Regions from separate parts of the Mus musculus genome. Here region 2 is linked to region 1. A link is a contact called in public promoter capture Hi-C data. All regions are on one chromosome and are shown on one strand. Each heading gives the region's core, a stretch centred on a gene start, on an enhancer-like site or on the middle of the called end of the contact. The rest is flanking DNA. Distances are from core to core; before and after follow the strand shown.

Region 1 (3,320 bases), core at 483-2,982:
CGTTTTGCCATGCCTCTTCTGGGTAAACTATGCAATGTCAGTGTTTGTGGCTTGCAATCATTCAGCATTTTATGCAAAGTCTGCAAGCTTCCAGAAGGTGGCAGTGTAGCACATGCTAAGCTATTTCTCTTTCCTGTGGAAGGGGGGTTCTGCATCATGAGAGTGTGGATGTGGCAGCTGAGAGCTGGGTGAAGTCTAGGACATAGAGAACTGGAAAGGTACCTCCTTGGGTGCTACAGGATGTTGTTGAGTGCCATAGGTTCCACAGTAATAATAATCTCTCACTATCTCAGATTTTGGTGATTACCACTGCCCTGCATCGTATAAACAGAGTCTCCATTATTACCTGTGTGGGTAATGCTTGAAATTTTTTTCAATGCTTGCCGACTGTCATATGACCTATCCACAGTGTATCCCCTACTCTGTGCTGCTGAAAGACCTGGAGATGAGGAATCTCAGGGAACTAGAAGACCTTATCATTGAGGCTGTCTACACTGACATCATCCAGGGCAAACTGGACCAGCGAAATCAGCTCCTGGAAGTGGATTTCTGCATTGGCCGTGACATCCGGAAGAAAGATATCAATAACATTGTCAAGACCTTGCATGAGTGGTGAGGCTGGGAGATGGAGGGAGAATCTAGTAGGTCCTTTGTGCCTCTCTCTGCAGCACTGTGACTTTCAGAAGTGAGCTTGAGGAAGCCAAAGCTGGGGTCTTTGGACACTGAAACAGAGAGTGGGACTGCATTTGTGATTACAGCTGTGTGGCATTAGGAAGCTTGGAAAGATTCCTGGTGCCTGGCTTATAAAATTGATTTTAAATGCAGCTGGGCTGTTTAACAGTGGGCTATAAAATATTCATGTGGAGTTACAGGTAGAGTCTCTGCGTTCTGACTGTGCAGCACTAAATCTGCACCTTATAAACATACACCAAGAGCAGGAAGTTAGTGTTTGCCAGTGACATGTTGAGCTAGTAGTGCTAGTGAAGCATTGTGGGGAAGACAACTGTGAATAGGCCTTTGTGATCTGGAACACCGATGCATACAATATTTGACAGTCAAGGCAGCTGGGTGTGGTGGTACATTCCTGTAACCCCAATCCTAGCACTTAGGATGCCAAGGCAGAAGGATTGTGAGTTGGAGAATGTATCTCTTTATTCTCCCCTCCAATGAATAAAAGGAATTTAGTAAAAAGAACTGAGACTTTTGAGTATATTCTTATTTTAGTAGAATTGGATGCTTGCAAAAGTGATTACACGATTTATATTTGTTATGAGCTATTTATTTAAGTGATTTGGAGATTATGAAACCAGAGCATTTTTGGGAAGTGTGAGGAAGTTTTGAGGAAGAGAGCATTATTGAGAGTGGAGAGATTGTCCCCACATAGGCGTGTGGCATGTTGTATGTCACTAGGCAGAGTGGGCAGCTTTGTGCTGAGAGATAGGGAAACTTGCTTTTGTTTTTGTTTTATCAAAACAGGCCTTGTTCTCTAGCCCAGGCTTGCCTGGAACTAACTATAACTATGCATTCCAGGTTTGCCTTAAAGTCAGATTTGTCTGACTGCCTCCCAAGTGCCACCACACCCAGATGTTTTAATTTTATTATATATATAAAATAGGCATCTTGCTTACATGTATAGAAGTGCACTGTGTGTTTATCTAGTACATAGAGGTCAGAAGAGGGCGTCAGATTCCCTGGAACCGGAGTTGTGCATGATCATGAGCTAGTGTGTGGGTGTTGGAAACTGAACTTTGATCCTGTGTAAGAGCAGCAATTGTCCTAACCACTGAGTCATCTCTTCAGCCACCAGAAGAGATTCTCAGAGCTCCTATTTATATGTTACAGGTGGGCTGGAAATAGAATTATTGTCCTGAGAAGGTAAAAACATGGCAGAATGTTGGACATTTTGCATAGTAGTAAACAGTATGTGAATTTTCATTATATTGCTTTTCAAAACGTTTTTTATTTTATAAGACAAGATCTCATTTTGTAGACCTGGCTGGTATCAACCAGGCTAACCGTAAAATCAGAGGTCTGCCTGCTTCTGCCTCTGCTTCCTGAATGCTGAGATTAAAGGCATGTGTTACCAAGTGAGAAGGGAGAAGTGATTGTTAACTAGGAAATAACTTCAAATTCTAAGGAAAAAGGCAATCTCTAAAATACAACATTTATTTTTTTTTCTTTTGTAGAAAGGGATCAGTCAGTGTCACTTGTACTTTGTCCCTCTTTCAGTCTTAGTCTATAAAACTGTTTCTTATGGGCTGCGAGGACTGGAAATTAGAGCTGTAGTCCAAGAAGCTGCCCAAAAGCCTCCGCTGTGCCCTTGGCCTGTGTTACATATTTAGATGACCTTGTTGGGAAGGAGGGAGGGGACCAACACAACCACCTGGCAGCCCCCTGCTAAAGAAAGTCCTGTAAAGTGCTGGAAGGGTTTGGAGGGAGGAGACTGCCTGGGCTTCACTGCAGCTCAGGGCTGGCTTTTCCCATTGCAGGTGTGACGGCTGTGAGGCAGTTCTCTTGGGCATTGAGCAGCAGGTTCTGAGAGCCAACCAGTACAAAGAGAACCACCACCGGACTCAGCAGCAGGTGGAAGCCGAGGTAAAGAAAACCAGGGCATTTTTTCCTTTCCTTGGGGTGTGCCTAGGAATTAGTTTGCAGTGCCTTCATGTTGTCATTACTTTGGTGTGAGTATAACAAATAGCCAGTAAACACGCCTTGGGCTTAGTACTGGGATATAGGGAGTTAGCAGGGAGTGAGCAGGTTTAGAGTGTAGAATGCATACATCTGCACTGTACATATGATGTTGCAGCTACTGAGGAGAAGAAATGTTGTGCTGTGTGAGAGATGGCTAAGTGGTTACGTGGACTTACTGCTTTTACCGAGGACTTAGGTTTGGCTCTCACCACTCACACAGCAGCTCACAACCACCCAAAACTCTAGTTCTGGGTCTGCAGTGCCGCCTTCTGGCCTCCATGGGCTCTTACATGCACATGTACACAGATGTACATTCATGCACACGCACATGCACATGAATAAAATATCAAAAACTACTAAACTTTGAAATAAATGTGAGGAAGAGGCCAGGTTACCTCTGCCATACCAGTTAAAATAATACATTACCTACTGGCCTTCTAGAAGTTAGACAGACTGATGTGAACAGTGAGGGCAGGACTCAGGGCTTTGTTCATTGCCTGGAACCATGAGCTCATCTGGCTGAGCCATACTTGAGGGCTTACTGTATGCTCACCTGAACACAGCACATCTCTACAGAGGTAATTATGTCATATGCTCCTGTGTTCTTCTTCTGTTACGCTTGGCCCACA
Region 2 (3,320 bases), core at 335-2,834, 1.2 Mb after region 1:
ACTCAAGTGGTTGTTTTACTAGAAGTCTGTCTTTTCCCACAAACATCCTTTAATGAGCCAGTCCTCCTGACTGCCTTGTTTCCATTACTGCTGTCCTTTCCACAAGTTGTCTGGGGTTCCTCTTCCCTGGATACTCTTTCCCTCCCATAGCCACTCATGCTTTTGAGTCTTTACCTCAAACTCCTTATTCTGTCCAGTGGTTTACATTTATTTTGCCGCCGCCTTTCTTTTCATTCCTAAACTTTGGCTAGATTTCACTCTAGATTCGACTGTAGTATGGCTAGGCATTGGGGATAGAGAGGTGAGAGTTAATAAATCCACTTAGTGGGGACAGAAGCCAAACCAGAGACCAGCACAAAGGGTTGTTTGCTTGGAAACGTGTTAAGAGTACTCACAGAAGGTATCAGTCCCTTTGTTTCATTGTGAGTAGAAGGAAGTCACTGGTCCCAAAGCAGGGGCATGGCCTGTCCCTTCTTGCCTTGTCCCTAGCAATTATAGGTGCTGTTTCTATCTGCAAGTCTCCACAGCCTGTTGTTCTTGTCTGCAGTCCACCATCTTAGGAAGTCCTCCCTGTTACTCTTTTTAACCCCTCCTAACCATGTGTGAGGAATGACTTGATTTTCTTACAGCTTTCATTTCATGAGACTTTGTGTTGAATGCTAGCCCATAGATTAGAATACATTAGCTGCTTTGTACATTCTGTGCTGCTGTGCATTTGGAGAAAGATTTGGTGAGATACTCTCTAATGACTCAAAGTCATTAAGGATGGCTTTATACAGGGTAGTGTACTTTTTTGTCTTTTGGTTTCTACTTCTTGGGCTACAATTAGGGAAGTATCCATTTGCTTCAAAGGGTGAGATAAATGATTATTTATGCTTAGATGTATGATAAGAATCCAAGTATAAGTAGGTGTTTGAGTTATGTGATATTACTATGCTATTCTAAGGCAGGGTCTCTATAGCCCTGGCTGTCCTGGAACTCTGTAGAAAAGGCTGGCTTTGAATTCAGAGAGCTCCTGCCTGGGGTTGGAATTACAGGCATGCATGGCCACGCCCACTTCCTTATGCTGCTGTTTGCAGCACCTCTCATTTTGCAGCGTATCCTAAATCCCAAGGAGCAGCCCTGTCAGTGTGGATGCTTTAATTACTGTCCAGCCTTCTTCCCTTCTTCTGTCCCTTTTTTCAGATCAGAATCACCATGAATGAGTACCTAGCTCCTGCCAAGAACCTTTTCTTCAGTTGTAGTCAGCCAAAATTTTGCAGAATCTCTGAAATAAACGGAAAATAAAGAGCCAGATCCTGGGACACTAGTCCTTCAGCTTCTGGGAGCAGGTAGCCTTTGTCAAAGTGCGTAGTGACCACACCTGACCAGAGCTTTCGGTGGTTGGTTTTTGTTTGTTTTCCCTTGAGCTTTGGAGAAGAGATCTTTGGGACTGGCAGGCATTCCTTGAGGAGAAATGATTACTTCTGGATCTGTTTGGGTTTGAGTCCAGATATTTCTCTGATCGGGGTTAGTGGCCCTGGAGGTCTGTTGTGGGGTTTAAGTCTGGGTTTCCACATAGTTTGTTCTGCAAGCAGCTGTTAACTGATTAACTTTTATCTCTACCCATCCACCCTTCTGCCTTTGTAGTTTAGAGCCTCTCACTGGTTTTCATTATAGTCTTGTTTCTGAGAAAATATCGAATATCTGACAAAGTTCCCAAAACAGAATCGTTGTTGTGGTGTCCTGTACTCCTGCAGCTTCATGCACATCTGTGTGCTGACATTACCTGTGAGCTTTCAGTGTGGATGGCCAGAACAGAATCCTTCTGTCCTCACCTAGACATTTTCCTCCCCCAAGTCTTGCCATACAGGTTTGCTGGTCGCTCAGATCCCAAGCCCTGAGTCAGTCTTTTATTCCTGTCAGTCTTTGATTCCCCCACACACTTCAGAGTGAGTCTAAACTCTCAACTGTCTCCAGTGGCACCACTGCGATGTGAGCTGCCTTCTGTAGTAGGGCTACCCAGTGTCCTGCTAACTGGTCTCACTGTTTCTGTCCTGTCCTACACTTCTCCCCATCCCAGACTACTAAAACCCTTCATCAGTAAGTGAGTGCCTCCCTCAAGCCCAGGGCGTGGGAGGCTCAGCAAATGCTACTTTCTAAGTCTTGGTTCTCCGTCCCTTTCACTGACACTGTGCCCTCCCAGGTGTGTAGTGTGCAGCCCCCTCTACTCAGAGAACCCCTTACTGGGTAGGGGTGAGTACATGTCTTGCCCTTTGTTTCTTTCTGGTCACCTTAGTGAAACCCAGACTTTTCTACCCTGTTTGTGGTTTCTTTGTAACATGTAGCTTCACACACTACTTGATTTTGCCCGTCTGCTTTTTATTGTCTGATGCCTGAGAACAGAGCTCTGTGCTCCCTTCTTCCTTTCTCAACAGAACCAGCAGTACCTGGCACAGGGATGGGATGCAATACTTGCAATGAGTGGGTGTGTTGGCTGTTCACCTACACTTTATTCAGAAGCCCCACCTTTGTTCCTTAGTTGACTGGCAGCTGTGGTTGTGTTTGGTTTACCATCACCAGTCTTTCTACCCATAAAGGCTCAAGATTTGCCACTGTTTCTTTTTAAAGATTTATTTATTTTATGTATATGAATACACTGTAGCTGTACAGATGGTTGTGAGCCACCATGTGGTTGCTGGGATTTGAACTTAGGACCTTTGGAAGAGCAGTCAGTGCTCTTAAACACTGAGCCATCTCTCCAGCCCACCACTGTTTCAGATACCAGAATGGTTTGGTAGATTGTACAGGATCAAATTCTGGAGCTAGTGATTTATTGCCTAGTCGGAAAGTCTGGAGTCTGACTCTTTATTTCACTGTCCTTTTTTGCATGTTGTCTCTGCTGATGGTGATTTAGTCCTGGACATGATGGTGCGTGGAATGATAGTCAACTACAAGAAATGGCCCAGTTGAGGATCAAACACCAGGAAGAGCTGACCGAACTGCACAAGAAGCGTGGGGAGGTACAGAAAGCCCTTTTTTTGCAGGGCCTTCTAAGAAGAGGCAGGGAAACAATCACTGACCTGAAACTTTACAGCAATCTGGTCTAATTTGGCAATACAAACTTTCTGTAAGGCAGGGGATAGGGTGGGAGACGGGTCAGCAGGCAGCCAGGATAGGACACAACAGAGGAACCATCAAGCAACATGAGGCCTGTTAGCAGGTGGTGAGCCAAAACCAGACCACTGCTCTTAACAGCAGCATAAGAAAAATGGTGGGGAAGTCGTCCTGAAGAGAAAAAATTTACTCTGTGATCCCTCATAATTCTTCCTGATACATTC

Evidence for each region. Capture Hi-C pulls out chosen DNA fragments and counts their contacts.
Region 2: a contact with region 1 is called in a promoter capture Hi-C map of liver, with 5 times the contacts expected there. The contact joins two enhancer-like sites. A contact is called at or near these places in 5 of 39 promoter capture datasets (the HPC-7 cell line, embryonic stem cells, hippocampal neurons and 2 more), 1 of 484 Hi-C or Micro-C datasets (cortical neurons), 2 of 115 datasets of contacts at active chromatin or transcription factors (embryonic forebrain and large pre-B cells) and 1 of 9 other capture datasets (liver).

The regions. Positions count from the first base shown.
Region 1 is chr1:86,598,594-86,601,913 of GRCm38.p6, forward strand. It overlaps Cops7b (COP9 signalosome subunit 7B), which reads left to right. Exons shown (of 8, transcript NM_172974.3): 6 at 410-612; 7 at 2,490-2,595. Among named protein-coding and RNA genes, the nearest start is that of Cops7b, 17 kb to the left of the region's middle. Within about 2 kb of position 1,733, at least 17 of the 459 cell types and tissues checked have an H3K27ac peak or open chromatin away from gene starts, as enhancers often do. A contact at or near this core is called in liver, where this site is marked.
Region 2 is chr1:87,762,442-87,765,761 of GRCm38.p6, forward strand. It overlaps Atg16l1 (autophagy related 16-like 1 (S. cerevisiae)), which reads left to right. Exons shown (of 18, transcript NM_029846.4): 3 at 2,897-3,002. Among named protein-coding and RNA genes, the nearest start is that of Atg16l1, 8.1 kb to the left of the region's middle. Within about 2 kb of position 1,585, at least 30 of the 459 cell types and tissues checked have an H3K27ac peak or open chromatin away from gene starts, as enhancers often do. A contact at or near this core is called in liver, where this site is marked.